Linked DNA regions of Mus musculus: regions 1, 3 and 4 are each linked to region 2. Evidence: chromatin contacts called from public HiChIP or PLAC-seq and promoter capture Hi-C data. All regions are on one chromosome and are shown on one strand. The core of a region is the stretch at or near the end of the contact, and the rest is flanking DNA. Distances in the headings are between cores, read along the strand shown. Region 1 holds the start of 4921504E06Rik (RIKEN cDNA 4921504E06 gene). Region 2 holds the start of Carlr (cardiac and apoptosis-related long non-coding RNA). Region 3 holds the start of 4930447M23Rik (RIKEN cDNA 4930447M23 gene). Region 4 holds the start of Skida1 (SKI/DACH domain containing 1).

Evidence for each region. Promoter capture Hi-C pulls out the DNA fragments that hold promoters and counts their contacts. HiChIP or PLAC-seq counts read pairs in DNA pulled down with a chosen protein or histone mark.
Region 1: a promoter capture Hi-C map of stem cell-derived epiblast-like cells shows a contact between it and region 2, with 7 times the contacts expected there. The contact joins the promoter of 4921504E06Rik here to the promoter of Carlr in region 2. A contact is called at or near these places in 5 of 39 promoter capture datasets (embryonic stem cells, hippocampal neurons, liver and 2 more).
Region 3: a contact with region 2 is called in an H3K4me3 HiChIP or PLAC-seq map of bone marrow-derived macrophages, with 8 times the contacts expected there. The contact joins the promoter of 4930447M23Rik here to the promoter of Carlr in region 2. A contact is called at or near these places in 5 of 484 Hi-C or Micro-C datasets (bone marrow-derived macrophages, cerebral cortex, embryonic stem cells and 1 more), 6 of 115 datasets of contacts at active chromatin or transcription factors (bone marrow-derived macrophages, craniofacial prominence, embryonic basal ganglia and 3 more) and 2 of 9 other capture datasets (bone marrow-derived macrophages and embryonic stem cells).
Region 4: an H3K4me3 HiChIP or PLAC-seq map of forebrain shows a contact between it and region 2, with 7 times the contacts expected there. The contact joins the promoter of Skida1 here to the promoter of Carlr in region 2. A contact is called at or near these places in 5 of 39 promoter capture datasets (the 3T3-L1 cell line, the SN4741 cell line, cranial neural crest and 2 more), 10 of 115 datasets of contacts at active chromatin or transcription factors (bone marrow-derived macrophages, craniofacial prominence, embryonic basal ganglia and 7 more) and 2 of 9 other capture datasets (adipose tissue and liver).

The regions. Positions count from the first base shown.
Region 1 is chr2:19,552,181-19,555,567 of GRCm38.p6, forward strand. 4921504E06Rik (RIKEN cDNA 4921504E06 gene) reads right to left here and starts at 1,730. Exons shown (of 17, transcript NM_027600.4): 1 at 1,594-1,730. The coding sequence starts at 1,700.
Region 2 is chr2:18,799,748-18,803,249 of GRCm38.p6, forward strand. Carlr (cardiac and apoptosis-related long non-coding RNA) reads right to left here and starts at 2,071. Exons shown (of 1, transcript NR_131254.1): 1 at 1-2,071.
Region 3 is chr2:19,343,027-19,346,408 of GRCm38.p6, forward strand. 4930447M23Rik (RIKEN cDNA 4930447M23 gene) reads left to right here and starts at 1,291. Exons shown (of 4, transcript NR_126563.1): 1 at 1,291-2,093.
Region 4 is chr2:18,046,637-18,049,902 of GRCm38.p6, forward strand. Skida1 (SKI/DACH domain containing 1) reads right to left here and starts at 1,813. Exons shown (of 1, transcript NM_028317.3): 1 at 1-1,813. The coding sequence starts at 1,703.

The DNA.
Region 1 (3,387 bases), core at 480-2,979, 750 kb after region 2:
GTGACTTGGGGGTGTGTACACATACACCAGTTTTCTGTGCTACCTTTGCTTCTGTTTCTTCTGTCACTTGTAAATGCTGTCTGACTCATTATGTGGTTACTGACTTAACTAGAATGTATCACTTCACCAAGGCTGACCTGAGTTTATGTGAACTACCTGGCCTAACCCAGCTAGATCAGATCCCTGGGTGTCAGCCAGTATCTAGCTTCTCCCATTCATATCAGAACTCCAACCTATTTCTCTAAGCCTTTGAGTGGAAAAAAAAATGTTATGGACATTAGTGGTTCCTTAGTTCAATCAACGTGTGCTAGTAGCAATTGGCAGAGATCAGTTTGCCCCATGAGTCTGGCTGGAATGTTCTGTTGGGTACTTATTCCACTGCAGAATGTCAAGGAATCCAGGAGAGAAAGGGGCTCTTAGGAACAGATTAGACACAGCATTCCACTGTTGTCTGCCAAGAGCTGCCTGTGATATGTGCTTTTGACAGTTTTATCAAAGGTCTGTGGGTACCCTGACTTGGTTTGGCCAGCAAACCTATTAATGACTAGTTGGGGTAGAGAAGTGGAGTTCAGCAGGACTGGGTACTGGTTCAGGCCCACCATTGGGCTGGTCTAGCTATAGTCAGTCCCTTCCCCTGCTCCCTGTCCTGTCCCTGCTCCCTCTTCTCTCTCTCTTCCCCAGTGTGGGGTTTGCCTGGAATCAATAGCCTGGCTCCCTGAGGTCTCTACTTAAGGAATGGCATCACGTGGCAGTTAATCTAAGGCTATGTGCTTACTGCTTTGAAAGAGTGTTTTAAGAAAAAAAAATTCCCCATAAATGTTGACTCTACATTATCCAAATAAAAAAAGGGCTGAAGCCAAATGAGAGAGAGAGAGAGAGAGAGAGAGAGAGAGAGAGAGAGAGAGAACCTAAGGACCATGAAATAATGATTCCATTGACTGCCTGGCAAAGGCATATGGCTTGTTGTCTTTATATATTTGGCGGTGCTCCAGTTCTAGGAAAATCCATGTCAACGTCCTATTTTCCAAAAATGATGGCCTCCGGAGGTGAGATCAAGAGAGATGAATAGGTAATGAAGTGGGAGCCTCATAAATGGGGCTGTTCCCTTAAAAAGAGCCCAGGTGGAGGATAGAGAGTGGAGAAGTCAGGAGATGGCTCCCCCGCTGATCCCACTAGGGGAGGATGCAGTAAGAACGGGTTGCTTACAAGAAAGGACCGTCAGACATCAAATCAGTGCCCAGTTCTTGGACTCCAAGCCTCCAGAATCTCAAAAGAAATCTGTGTTTAAATCGGGAGTCTATGGGATCTTCTTTAAGCAACCTCATACCATTTCTGTATGGCTCTTTTCTAGACTGTACCTCGGTGAAATATTTAACAGGCCCTGTGGTCTATGGAGTAGGCACAATTAGCTACTGTCCTGTTTCCCAGATGAGCTAATAAGAGGCATAGGACCCGGTGAGAAGTCAGACGAAATTAGAACCCAGACCTGAGTCTGAGCTTTTAGCCTGTGGTTTACTTAAGAAATCAAAGGCGACGAGGCTGTGGAGAACAGGTGACCAGCTCTGAAGCGCGTGCAAGTAGCGGGCAGGTCACCTGGAATGGAATTTGAATTGCTCAATAGCCCCCTCGAGGGTCTGGAGAATCTTCCTGCATCCACGTGTCTTCGTCCATTCTTCAGTCTCAGTCTCAGCCTCCGCCATGCTCCCAACTGCTCGCTTGGAGTTCAGAGAATCTGAGTCCCAAAGCCAGAGTCCGTTGCCATGGCGACTCCCAGAGAAACCGGAGACCGGGGTGGGGGTGGGGTTGGAGGGGTGAGGATCAGGGGCGGGGCGGAGAGCGGGCGGGGGTGGAGTGGGTGAGGTGTAGGGCGGGCTCCGGAAGTGCTCCTCTGTCTCGCCAGGCCACCTGCCCCACCAGACATAAGCCTTGCGACAAAGAGCCTTCTCGGACGCCCACAAGCCAACCCGTTCCTAAATGTCTCTAGGCAAAGCTGCACCCTGTAAATAACTCTGCTGCGGCCCACTACGCCTCCGGACCCTTTCTGCTTCCTTCTCCTCCAAGGCTCTGAGCTCAGCCTCCTTTCTGGTTGGACTCTGCATTTGGGAAACTGAAGTTTCCTACGTCAACGCTCCTCCCACGTGCCTGTCAGATCTGCAGCTTGCTTGGCTCTCTCTTTTGCTTGGCCTCCTACCAAGTGTCACTCACTCTCTGCGGAGATGGAAACTAGTGACCCCATCCAATAGCTATCTCACGATATAAAGAGGCCTGGGCTTGTCAGCAATACCACAGGAGAGCAGGTGGCCTGATAAAATACTGACACCTGTCACTTGAATACACACACACACACACACACACACACACACACACACACACACACACAGGAGTGTTGCTGAGTGAAGATTTTCTTTGCAGAGATTAAACAGGCCTACATCCTTATTTAACATAAAGGACAGAATGTAAGGCATGGCATTTTACACAATATCGTGTAGTGGAATTCAATTCACTATCTACCATTATTAAGAGAAGCTATTTTAAGCGGTAAAACTACCATTTATTCTTAACTGTGTGCCAATTATTGACAAGGGACCTAAGCTTGGGGTATCATCGCTTTTAGAACTAAGTATTTTTCATCTTCATTTCACTATATTGTCTGTAAGGATATATTTATATTTATGTATATATATATATATGAATGTGTGTGTATGATGCATATGATATATGTGTATGTGTAGAGTGTATGTGTATATATATATGTGTATATGTATACTGACTCTCTCTCTCTCTATATATATATATGTATATATATATATATTCCTAATTAGCTGGATATTAGGAGTAGGAAACAGGGAAAGAAATTCACTGTAGCGATCACTGTCTTTAAACATTTAAGGCTATTATGTGCCTGCATACAGTGCCCTGGGAGATGAGAAGAAGGAAATGGAGCTGGAGTTTCACATGGTTCTTATCTGACTTGTGGTGACTGGGAACCATATTCCCTAGCCTTCTGTAAGAGCAACAATTGAAGGCATTTGTTGATCAGGCTGCATAATTACACCATCCCCCAGAAACAAGAAGCACACATACATTTTTATTGGAGCCTTGCAACAGCCCATCCAGGAGATTCCAGTTTCAGCATCCAGGGCATTAAGGAAAGAGGACCACAAGTTTGAAACTAACAACGTGACATTTCTTTTCTTGTCAGCCACCTGTGTTTTATCTCTGAGTGTTCTAGCTCAAATCACTGTTCATGTCAGACCAACATCCCACCTACCCCAAGGAGTCCTGGCACTGTCAGAGTCTTTGTCAGATTGAAGCCAGTCTTCTTTCATCAGATGTAGAAATCATTGGTGGCTTTTAGTGGAGAAGGCTCATGGACTCAAAGATAGA
Region 2 (3,502 bases), core at 821-3,320:
CATCTCTCCAAGAATGTCTGGTGTCTCCACATCTGGCCTGGGTAGAGATGCGTCTTCCTTGGGAGAATCTTTTGCAGTACGCAGCTCCATCGGAACCACGCCTCGCGACAAGGACAAATCGCCACCCCCTTTCTTCTTCAATTAACAGTTTTGGGACAGAGGTTGTGGGCCAGGATTAGAGCCAACGTAGATCGAGATGAAGACCAGGAAAAGCAGGAGTAGGAAGAGGCTGGCCGCTACAGCGGTCACCGCAAACAGCTCCATCCTCAGATTATTTAGCACGGGTGACCAAGAATCCTGGACTGCAGTGAAGCAAAGGTTGCCATGGGAACCGCAGTGGCGCCCCCCGCGGAACCCCGCGTTTATTACGGAGAATCGATCTGCACCAGACACCGAGGCTGCTACTGCGGAGGCCGCTGGAGGCTAGCAAGGGGAGGCGAGGGGGGTGGAGAGCAAAGGCTCAGGGCATCCGCCCCTCCTCCACCCACCTCCATCCATCCGGGCTCAAGAGCAGCAGAAATTACGTTTAGTGCAAATTGCTGAAGCTCCCTACTTCATCCTCAGTGGTGGGTGGCACGGTGTCTCGCAGGCAGCAGACCGCGGGGAAGGTCGGAGTACGGGTGAAGCCCCTCCGCCTGCCACCGCAGCGGTACGGGAATCAAAGGCCTGACCCGCAGCGGCCCTCCGGGATCCTGCGGGGGGCCGTGCGGGGCGGGCAGGATCTGCCTCCCGGAATCCCACAAACCGTACATGAGCAAGTTCGAGGCCAGTGTGTGGGCTTGCAGGGCCATCCCTCAGCCAGGACAGCACTTAATCACCGTGTCCCCTGCGGCGTGACGTTAAGGCTGGGAGGAAAAGAAAATTCTCCCGGAATCTTCGTTACAAAATCGTTTCCTTTACTAGCCCTCAATCCTGGGAGTCAGGGACACTTAAAGGCACGGTTGGGGTCCTGAAGGAAGAGATGGGATCCGGACTGGAGATAGCCATCTCTCTTCGCAGCCCCTGAGACAGAGTCATTCGACCACCTTCTCTCCCGACTGACTTTCCTGCTCCGGTAATTAAGGGAGAAGCGCAGAGACAGATTCACCCCATTTCGCCCTTTCTCATTCCCAGTCATTGCGAAGCCCCTGGCCTGAAAGGCTCGGGTTCCTCTCCTGCGTGGCAAAGGCCCTCTCACTCCGAGAGCTATAAATATTAATAAGCTGCACGGCTCCGGGCTTAATTATCTTCTCTTAATTGTAGCTTAACCAAAAATCCAGCCTCCTGCTACTCGGGCCTCTCTAAATCGGGATTATTTAGTTTCCGTGTCTGGAGGCCCCTTCGGCTCAAAGTCTTCTGTGTTGTGCCGCCAAACCTGGAAACCATATGCTGCGTCTCTGCGCGGTTTAAAATCATCCTTAGAGCAATGACGCCTCTCCTTACACTGGATGCCTAGGTTCGGGGCAGTCTTCTGCTCCCTTTCCCTGAACCTGGTACTCCCTACTACCAAAGGATTCTGCCTCCATCTCTTTTCCCTAAGTCCCCAGTAGCCTATAGGGGTTTGTCAGATAAGGGTGGCCCTTGTGGGGCACGGAATTCGCCCAGCAAATGACGACATCTGACTCAAGGGAAGGGTCTCTTCATCCCCTCACCGGGAAAGCAGCCCACACCGCTCCACTGTGGCAGGCAGGCTCCCTTGGGATTACTTGATCGGGCTGCACTGGGACACCACCCTTGTCCCTACCTGCGCAGCCCGCTCCTTGCCAGGGCTCTTCCTGGTGCATCTAGAATTCGGTGTCAAGAAAGCTCCAAGCCTGGAGCTGAGGGCTCTGAGCTTTCTTCCCTGGGTCGCAGGTGGGAGGAGAGAGAGGTCGTGGTAGCTTGCAGTTCACTGTCCTTCCCGCGCTCGAGATCCACGATGCTGAAGCTTAAGCTTAGGTCCAAGGTCTTTGATTAACAAGCTGGACATCCAGTCCTGCACTGGTGGGCAATGCCCAGATCTTCTCTAGTTCAGTCCCCTGGCTATAGAGTGCGCCTGGCTTCTGCAGCGCAGTCTATGGTCCCTCTAGCACCTTAGCTCTGCGGTTTTTCCTCTACAGACTGGGGGGCGGGGGGAGCTTAGGAGGACCCTAATCACCAGCACCAGCGCCCAGCCTTGCTAATTCAGGGGAGGTCAGCAAACCACAGGGAACAGTATTCCTGATGTGTTTTAGGTCTGCTTTGTCCTGGTGCAGATTGATTTCTAAGGCACTGTCAAAGTCTATGAGAAGCAGCTGTAATTCAGTTGATTTTAGCTCCTGGGTACCCACAAACAGCTGCCTAAGGCGGATAGATTGTGTCTGTGCTCATGCGATCAGGATCATTTACAAATGTAACTGCTAAAGGGGCACAATAGCATGCATATTCATGTAATCCTAGCACTCTGGGTGAGACAGGAGGACTGCAAATTAGAGGACAGTCTGGGCTATGTAGACGCTGCTTCAAAAAAATGAAGCAAAATATTAAATATAATTGTATATTTACATGATAACCATTTGAGTTGCATCAAAAGAAATGTTCAAAACACTAAGAATTTAGGTAATATTCTCCAGTAGATAAATTAACACTGAATATATTTTAGTTAAAAATGCAGATCTGTCACAGAAGTCCAATTATAGGAAACTTTCACAATCTGAAAGATTAGTGGTCAAAGTGGCAGTCACTGGAGTTTCCCAAAGCCCAACCATCTACTGAAATCACCAGAAAGGAATCCACTTCAGATACTTCAGGACTCACTACAGTAGGTAGGTAGTTTCTGGTGGGGTTTTAGAGGCAAGATCAGTTTTACTTTTTGGCAAAACTAACATTTCCTATATAATTCACATAGATCAGTGGTTCTCAACCTCCCCTTTAATCCAGTTTCTCACAATGTGGTGACCCCAGCCGTAAAATTATTTTCGTTGCTACTTCATAACTGTAATTCTGCTACTGGTATTAATCATAATGTAAACATTTATGGAGATAGAGGTTTGCCCAAAGGGTTGAGAACCACTGACATAGCCTCTAGACCAGCAGCAAATATTTGGCCCAGGCCCAGAGCTGGGAAACCTGTCTTGGGTGGTTAGAAGAACTGCAGCAGACCAGCTTTGGCTTTGTCACTTCCTAGCTGTGCTACCACCCAACCTGAGGCCCCCAGAATGGGAAAGAGGCTAAATGATGAGCAGGAGCCTGACTGAGCATAGAGCAAGACAGATGTGGGTGGAGCAAGACAGATGTGGGTGGAGCAAGACAGATGTGGGCGGAGCAAGACAGATGTGGGGGCAGTTGATGGGCATTTGGGCAGGCAGGCAGGTTTAAAAAAATTACTATCCCGCACTTTGCCACTTTTCAGATGCTCAGTACCAATGTCAAGTGACCCAGAGCAACAGTATGAGAATGCGCCTCAGCGTCCTCTGAAGGGGTTCTGGGCTCCGAATCAGGACAGAGCCTTTCTGGAGGGACTCTTGCTCCCCATCTGCCTTTTCTGCTGCAGTGAGTGAAGGCG
Region 3 (3,382 bases), core at 41-2,540, 540 kb after region 2:
CTTTCTTGGTCAGTTGGTCAAGCCAATCTATATGCACTAGGTTCAGTGAGAGACCATGTTTCAAACTACAAGGTGAAGAGTGAGGGACAAAGATACTGATGTAGGTCTCTGTACACACACACACCACCAGCCCATTCACCTGCTCACCCATCTGCTCACCCACATACATACACACACACTTATGGGACACACTTTGCTGTCACACTTTGCTGTCAAGTAGAAAACATAGCCTTCATCTCAAAGAGAAGAGATAGTTTATTTTGGAGACAAATATGAGTAACCATGGCCTGGGAACACCGATTTAGGTTACTTTAGATTCCATGTTGCAATATGACAGCAGATTCATGAAGTTTTTTTATAGTAACACAACAAAAGAAAGTCATAACTCAAGACATTTTTCATGAATTAGGTACTTACCGAAAAGTGGGACATTTCTGCTATAGGCTTCAAATGCTATAGGTTTCAAATGGTATCTGCTGAGCCTCATGGCTTCTGAATCAGTGGAAGCCAGAGACCTGATAGCACATTCTAAAATGATTTACCTAATAGTTACAGGATGTTTTCAGAACAGGCAAAAAAATTGACTATTTAGGGCACCAAAGTAGTCCAAGATAATTTGCCTCAGGGCTTAAAACACTCCAATCACAGTAGTCTGTTGTAACTAATTAATCATTTCTGTAAAAAAGGTCAATGGAGATTGTAGGTTTTTTTCTGAGAAACTTGGTTAAAACACACACACACTATACAGGGGTCCTAATGTCAAGATATTTAAGAACTCCATTCATGGATGACAAAGAGGTATTTGGAAATAGATTCTTAAATTTGGGCTCACTGGACAGACATGAATTTTAGTCAAGCTACAGGCTCTGCAGTTGCAAGATCTGGGCTCAGAAGTCAGCCTTTGCTGCTTGCGAAGTGTCTTTGGGTGAGTCACTTCACCTCTGTGACAGAGATAATTCCAGTTCCTTCCCCATGCCACTTGAATGTTAGAGGTTACATCTCTACCCCAAATACAGGAAGAGCTTGCAAAATATTACCCATTCTTGTTGGACTGACATATTTTTAAATGGAAAACAAAAACCAACCACTTACTTCCTTTTCCATTATCTCAAAGTTTTACATAATCAGTAATAAAATGTGATCGTGAAGCAGCTGGGAGTCATTACTACCAGGCCCACCTTCTCTTGCCTCATGGCCTGCTGACGTCAAAATGAGGCCTTGTTTGCCAGGAGGATGGATGTTCATGGTCAAGGCAAGTTGTGACTTTAAAGTGACAACAAAGAAAGGGTAAGTTTGCAGGCTGGCAAACAGGCTGGGAAAGCCCTTGAGAGACTCAGACAGCTCACGCCATACTTCAGACTTCATAGACCTGGGAGACATCCAGCTTTCTCCCCCAGAGAAGCCGCAGCCTGGTCCCTTCCCCTGCCACACCATCTGGTCCACAGAAACACCAGACTTCCGTGTCTCTCGGCCCTATAAAAAGCGACATTCCTTTTCCTGTCTCCTCTCCACCCGTCCCTCCCACCCACCCGGCTCTCCTCTCTCCTTGCCTTTGGTCTTCCTGTCTTATCCCTTCTCTCCTGCCAATCACTCCCTTTCTTCTCAACACTCCTCCTACATCTCCCCTCTGTGCACTTGCAGTGCTATTCTTTATCTAACCATGAAAACATCCTCGAAGGGCTTCTAGAACATTCGTATGTCTGGAGGAGTTAGAGTCCTCCAGCGCTGGGGTTGGCAATTCTGCCTCCTTAGCGTCCAGGATAGACGAAGCATTTATTCCGAGGCTTTGTGCGCCCTCTTGTGGTTTCTCCGTCATGCCAACTCCCGCAGACAATGGCTGCTTTGTCCAGAAGAGATGATGATTTAGATGACAACCTGGCTTAAACCTCAGAAACCTTCAATCTCTCCTTCTTCAAACAGTTTTTATTAGAAGGATGGCTGTGAAAAATGAAGCCCTTATGCACAAAGCCACCGCGTTTCACTGCGATGTTCACCTGGCCTATGAAGATCTCCGGACACAAAACCAGGCAACAAAATCAGGATGCAACAAGATGGAGGGGCAAAGCACAGAAGCGGAGTGGGCCCTGCCGTAGGTGAGGGTTGCCATCCTCTTACACCTGCCGCTTCATGCTTGAGCTCAGGTTAGAACACTTGTGAGATGATTTCTCTATTCTAAATCTGACAGTAATCCCTCGCGGGGGGGGGGGGCGGGGGGGGGAAGATGCACCTGGCCAGACTGCTAGGCTGGCTCAGAAGGTCCCAGAATGACTATAGGCAGTTTTTGGCTCCTATGATTGCTGGACATCTCTCCCCATCCCTTTCTCCTCCCCTTCTCCCTCCCCTCTCTCTCCCTTTCCTTTCCTCCCTCTCCTCCTCTTCCTCTTCGTCCTGCTCCCCACTCATCTCTCCCTCTTTTTCTGATCTTCTTCAACAGGATCCCACTATACAGCCCAGGCTGGCCTCAAACTCACAATCCTGCCACCCCCTTCGATTAGTGAGAATGCAAGCCTGTGCCACAGTGGCCTGTCTGTTCCAGCTGAGACCTGTTCTGTACAGTCAGCTCAGAGTGCAAACACACGCTTTAACTCATGACTTCCAAAGTCAGGTTGCCATGACCTAGAACTCTGGAAAACAGCATCATGACATCACAAAAACGAGTGCTGGCTGGGGGAAAGCAGTATGTCCTGGTATCAAGAGCTTACGCAGTCCTGCAAGGGCAGGTTATACAGATGGGAGCATTGCATGAGCTAGTGGAACACCTCCATCCATAACTGCCTGCTTGTGAGAGACCGGGGGGAGGGGGGGGGGAGATCCCACCTGGGTTTCAGGCTCAACATCAGGGTAAGGCAGGAATAGTAGTTTCACAAGTACAGGATTGAGGGTCAGAATGCCAGGTCATAAAGATATGACTACTTTGTTCTGGCAGGTTCATGTAGGCAGTAGGTATGCCTTGGTCTTCTTTGATCCATACTGATTCTTAAATTGCTCAAATCTGAGGACCTTAGGTTTCCCAGTGACAGCAGAAGGACTAAAGGGAACTTTGGCATGTCCCCAGAAAGGGCACTTTTCCATGTCTGTCCAGAAAGAAATGGAGCCAATGTGGAGAAGTCAGTGGAGACTGCTCCAGGCATGGGGTAGGGCCAGATCAAGTGATCAGGGGCTGCAGCATCCGGGGATCAAAAGTTTTCTTGGAAATTGTGTGACTTACTAACAGAAGAGAGTACGAGGCCAGAGAGAAGCCTAGCAGGCTGGGTAAAGAAAAGGTTGTCATTGAGGCAAGAGCCCTGAAAGACCAATCAAGGGTGTGACACCAACATTTAGTTTGTAATTGCACATCTGGCTTCAAGACTCCTGTCACAGTTTTATAGGGATCACTGGGAAA
Region 4 (3,266 bases), core at 563-3,062, 750 kb before region 2:
TTAATTGTCAGGTCAGTTCTCTTTACAGTACTGGATATTTCAGAGTGTGGGAATGTAATCTCAGATACCCTATCGTTTCTTATCTCTGGGAAACAACTCCCCAAGCTGGCCGGGCAGTACACCGGAGTCCCTTTGGGAGCCCAGCTCTGCAGACTCCACTCCTCTGGTGACTCGGCTTTGACACTACTCTTGAGGTCGGGAAGTCGGCCGGCATCCTCGAAAGCAGCGGGTTTGGTTGCAGCGGCGGCGGAGGCCAGATGGTACAAGAAGTTGGCCTGCGCCTGCACGCTGGGAGGCTTGCAGAAGCTGGTGCGCCTGAAACGGATGCTCTGCACTGACACTTGGCTGGACCCGGAGCTGGAGTCTGACTCGGTGGAAGAATCCTCCTCCTCCGAGCTGATTTCACTGGAATCCGAGGCCCCGCTGCCCCCCTCTTCCTCCTCCTCCTCTTCCTCCTCCTCCTCTCCTTCCTCCTCCTCTTCCTCTGAGGACACCGAGTTGCTGGAGCTGGACAAACTGGAGCCAAAATCCGAGTCATTGGCTGCATGGTCGGAGTAGGAGCTGGACTCGGAGTCGCTGCTACAACTCTCGGGAAAGCTTCCTAGATGGGGTTGCGGCCGGTGGTGATGAGAGGGGTGGTGACTCGGCGTTGGCTGCTGGGCTCGGTGGTGATGGTGATGATGATGGTGGTGATGGTGATGGTGGTGGTGGGGAGGCGGGCAGAAGCTGTTGACCAGATGAAACCTCTCCAAGCAAGTGGCCCCGGCCGCCGCCGCCGCAGCAGCAGCCGCCGCTGCTGCCGCCGCCGCCGCCTTGGCTTTGTAGGATCTGGGCAGCAGCAGCAGGCGCCGGGCTCCGGCGTGAGGCGGGAGCAGGCAGTTCTTGGCGCCCCCGCGCTTGCGCTTGCAGCGGTAAGTCAGGCTCACTGGGCCTCCCGCGCCGGTCGCCGCCTTGGGCTGAGGCCCGGCAGTCTGGTAGTAGGCGGCGGCGGCGGCGGCAGCAGCAGCGGCGGCGGCGGCGGCGGCGGCTGCAGCCGGGTGCTTGCTGCACAGCAGGCTCCGAAAATAAGCGGGGTCCGAGTGGAAGGCGACGTAGTTTCCCTGGAGCTGGGCAGTTTCATAGTTTAAAGAGGATTTGCAAGGCGAGCGAACGATCTCCGGGTAGTGGGAGCCCGGGTATTTGCTAAAAATCTGAGGTAGATGGGCGGCGGGGCGCGCGGCGGCGGCGCCCGGACGCTGGGACTGCGCGCTGATTGGCAGGGGCCGCGCGGCTCCGCTCAGGCCCCGCCAAAGTTGGTGCTTGTCCTTCCAAAAAGCCGGGCGGGGGCTGGCGGCGGCGGCGCGCTCTGGCGGCGGCGCCTTTGTGGCCAGGGCCCGACCGACTCTCCTTCGCTTGGTCTTGAGCACACGCTCGGTTTTGCAGGATGTGTAGAGCGCTTCTACGTCTTCCCGGGAGATGAGCGTGCATTTGGCCGCGTGGAAGGCGATACTGTTGATTGCTTTGAGTTTCCGCAACTCCTCCAGATCGCAGTGGTGCTTTTTCACTTTCAGATGATCCATGCGCTTGTGCACGGTCGTCCTCGGGATGTTTTTCAGCAGATCTGTGAAGACTTGGGAGAGAGCAAACATTTGCTTCCCTTTAATGATGAGGTAGCCGAGCCTCACGCCATCCACCTCTTCGAAACCTGACTTCAGGTCTCCCATCTCGGGCACTAAATGATCCCCACCATTTGCAGTAAATATATACGTGACGCATACATACACATGTATGTATGTTAATCCTCCGCCAGATGCTGCGTGTGTCTCAAGGCATCCTGCTAATAAAATAACAAAGACTGTTATTCCCGGCGAAGGGAGTGCCAAACTCTAGGCGAATTACTGGGGGGTTGGGGGGGGGGAAGAAAAACCCCAAGAAATTACACTGACTTGATTCTCGCTTTTTTTTTTTTTTTTTTTTTTTTTGGTTTTCGTTTTTTTAAAAAAGAGGGAAAAGACCATCCGGTTTCAGCTCTGCCAGTGTGTTGGTCTGAGTCCTCGATGCGGATCAGTACCTGGGCCCCGCTACTCCTTCCTTCTCCATTGGAGCACTATGATAATGGAATGTGAAGGGAGAAAGAGAAAAGAAATGCAGCTGCTATTCCCGCCGCTGCTTTAGCTACAAATAAAATGACAGAGTGAAGTGAGCTCGTCCGGAGACACCTTCATCAATTAATTCCCCTAAAGCCAACGCTGATTGGACACTCCTGACAGGTGATGCAATAAAAATTGATATTCCACCCCTTCCCCCCAAAATCTCCTACTAATTAGCATACCCTTATACTGCCACCTCCCCTCCCAAAGTAAATAATACAGCCGGTATATAAATCTTTCCATTAAACTATCGGAGCTCAGAAACAGCCTGACTCACAGACTTCATCAGAAGCAGTGTATGTACGAGAGAGAGAGAGAGAGAGAGAGAGAGAGAGAGAGAGAGAGAGAGAGAGAGAGAGAGAGAGAACCGTATATTCCCCTTTAAAGAAATACTGCCTATTTTTGCTTTATTTGCATTTTACCGATACAGCTATTATCGTTTCAAAGGAAAGCATTTAAAAAACATTATCAAGCTCAAATAGATATACCCCACCCTTCTTTTCTTTGGAAAATGAAGCTTAAGGGAAAACGTGCAGAATAGCCTGGTATTTCCCTTCTGGGAGTGGAGGAGACTGGCTGGGAGCTCTAAAGTTAAACCCTGAGGTGACCCAGCCCAGTACAGACTTACGTTGGCAATTTCTCTCGAGTCCCCCCACCCCCCATGCCTTTTACAACCAGAAACAAAGTTATTTGACCAAGAAAGCAGTTCGAGGCTCCACCTCAGGAACATGTAACAATTCAATTGGATTTCGCTTCTTTGCTGAGGAGTGGGGCAGGGGGAAGGTAGTTTCTCGTCAGGCCCATAACAAAGCACAGATAAGCCAGAGATGAGTACACTTTTCACCATTAACTAGCCTGGAGTAGAGGTGAGGTCATTCTAGAGTGCCCAGCACCGGCCTGAGCTGGAAGCTTGTCCACAGGTCCGAATTCCAGGGAGCAGATACTTCCTTCTGCAGCAAAGGGAAGGAAAGGGACGGCTCCCCAAGGTGATCCCAGAAGTTTTACATAAAAACAATGAAAAGAAAGTGCTGCTCTATGGCGCAGCGGACCATTTCAGTGGTTGGTGATGGTTTGACTGGAGGGTTAGAGGACTCTTCCACGGCTCCCATGTTTCCCCTGTGAAAGCCAGACATTTGT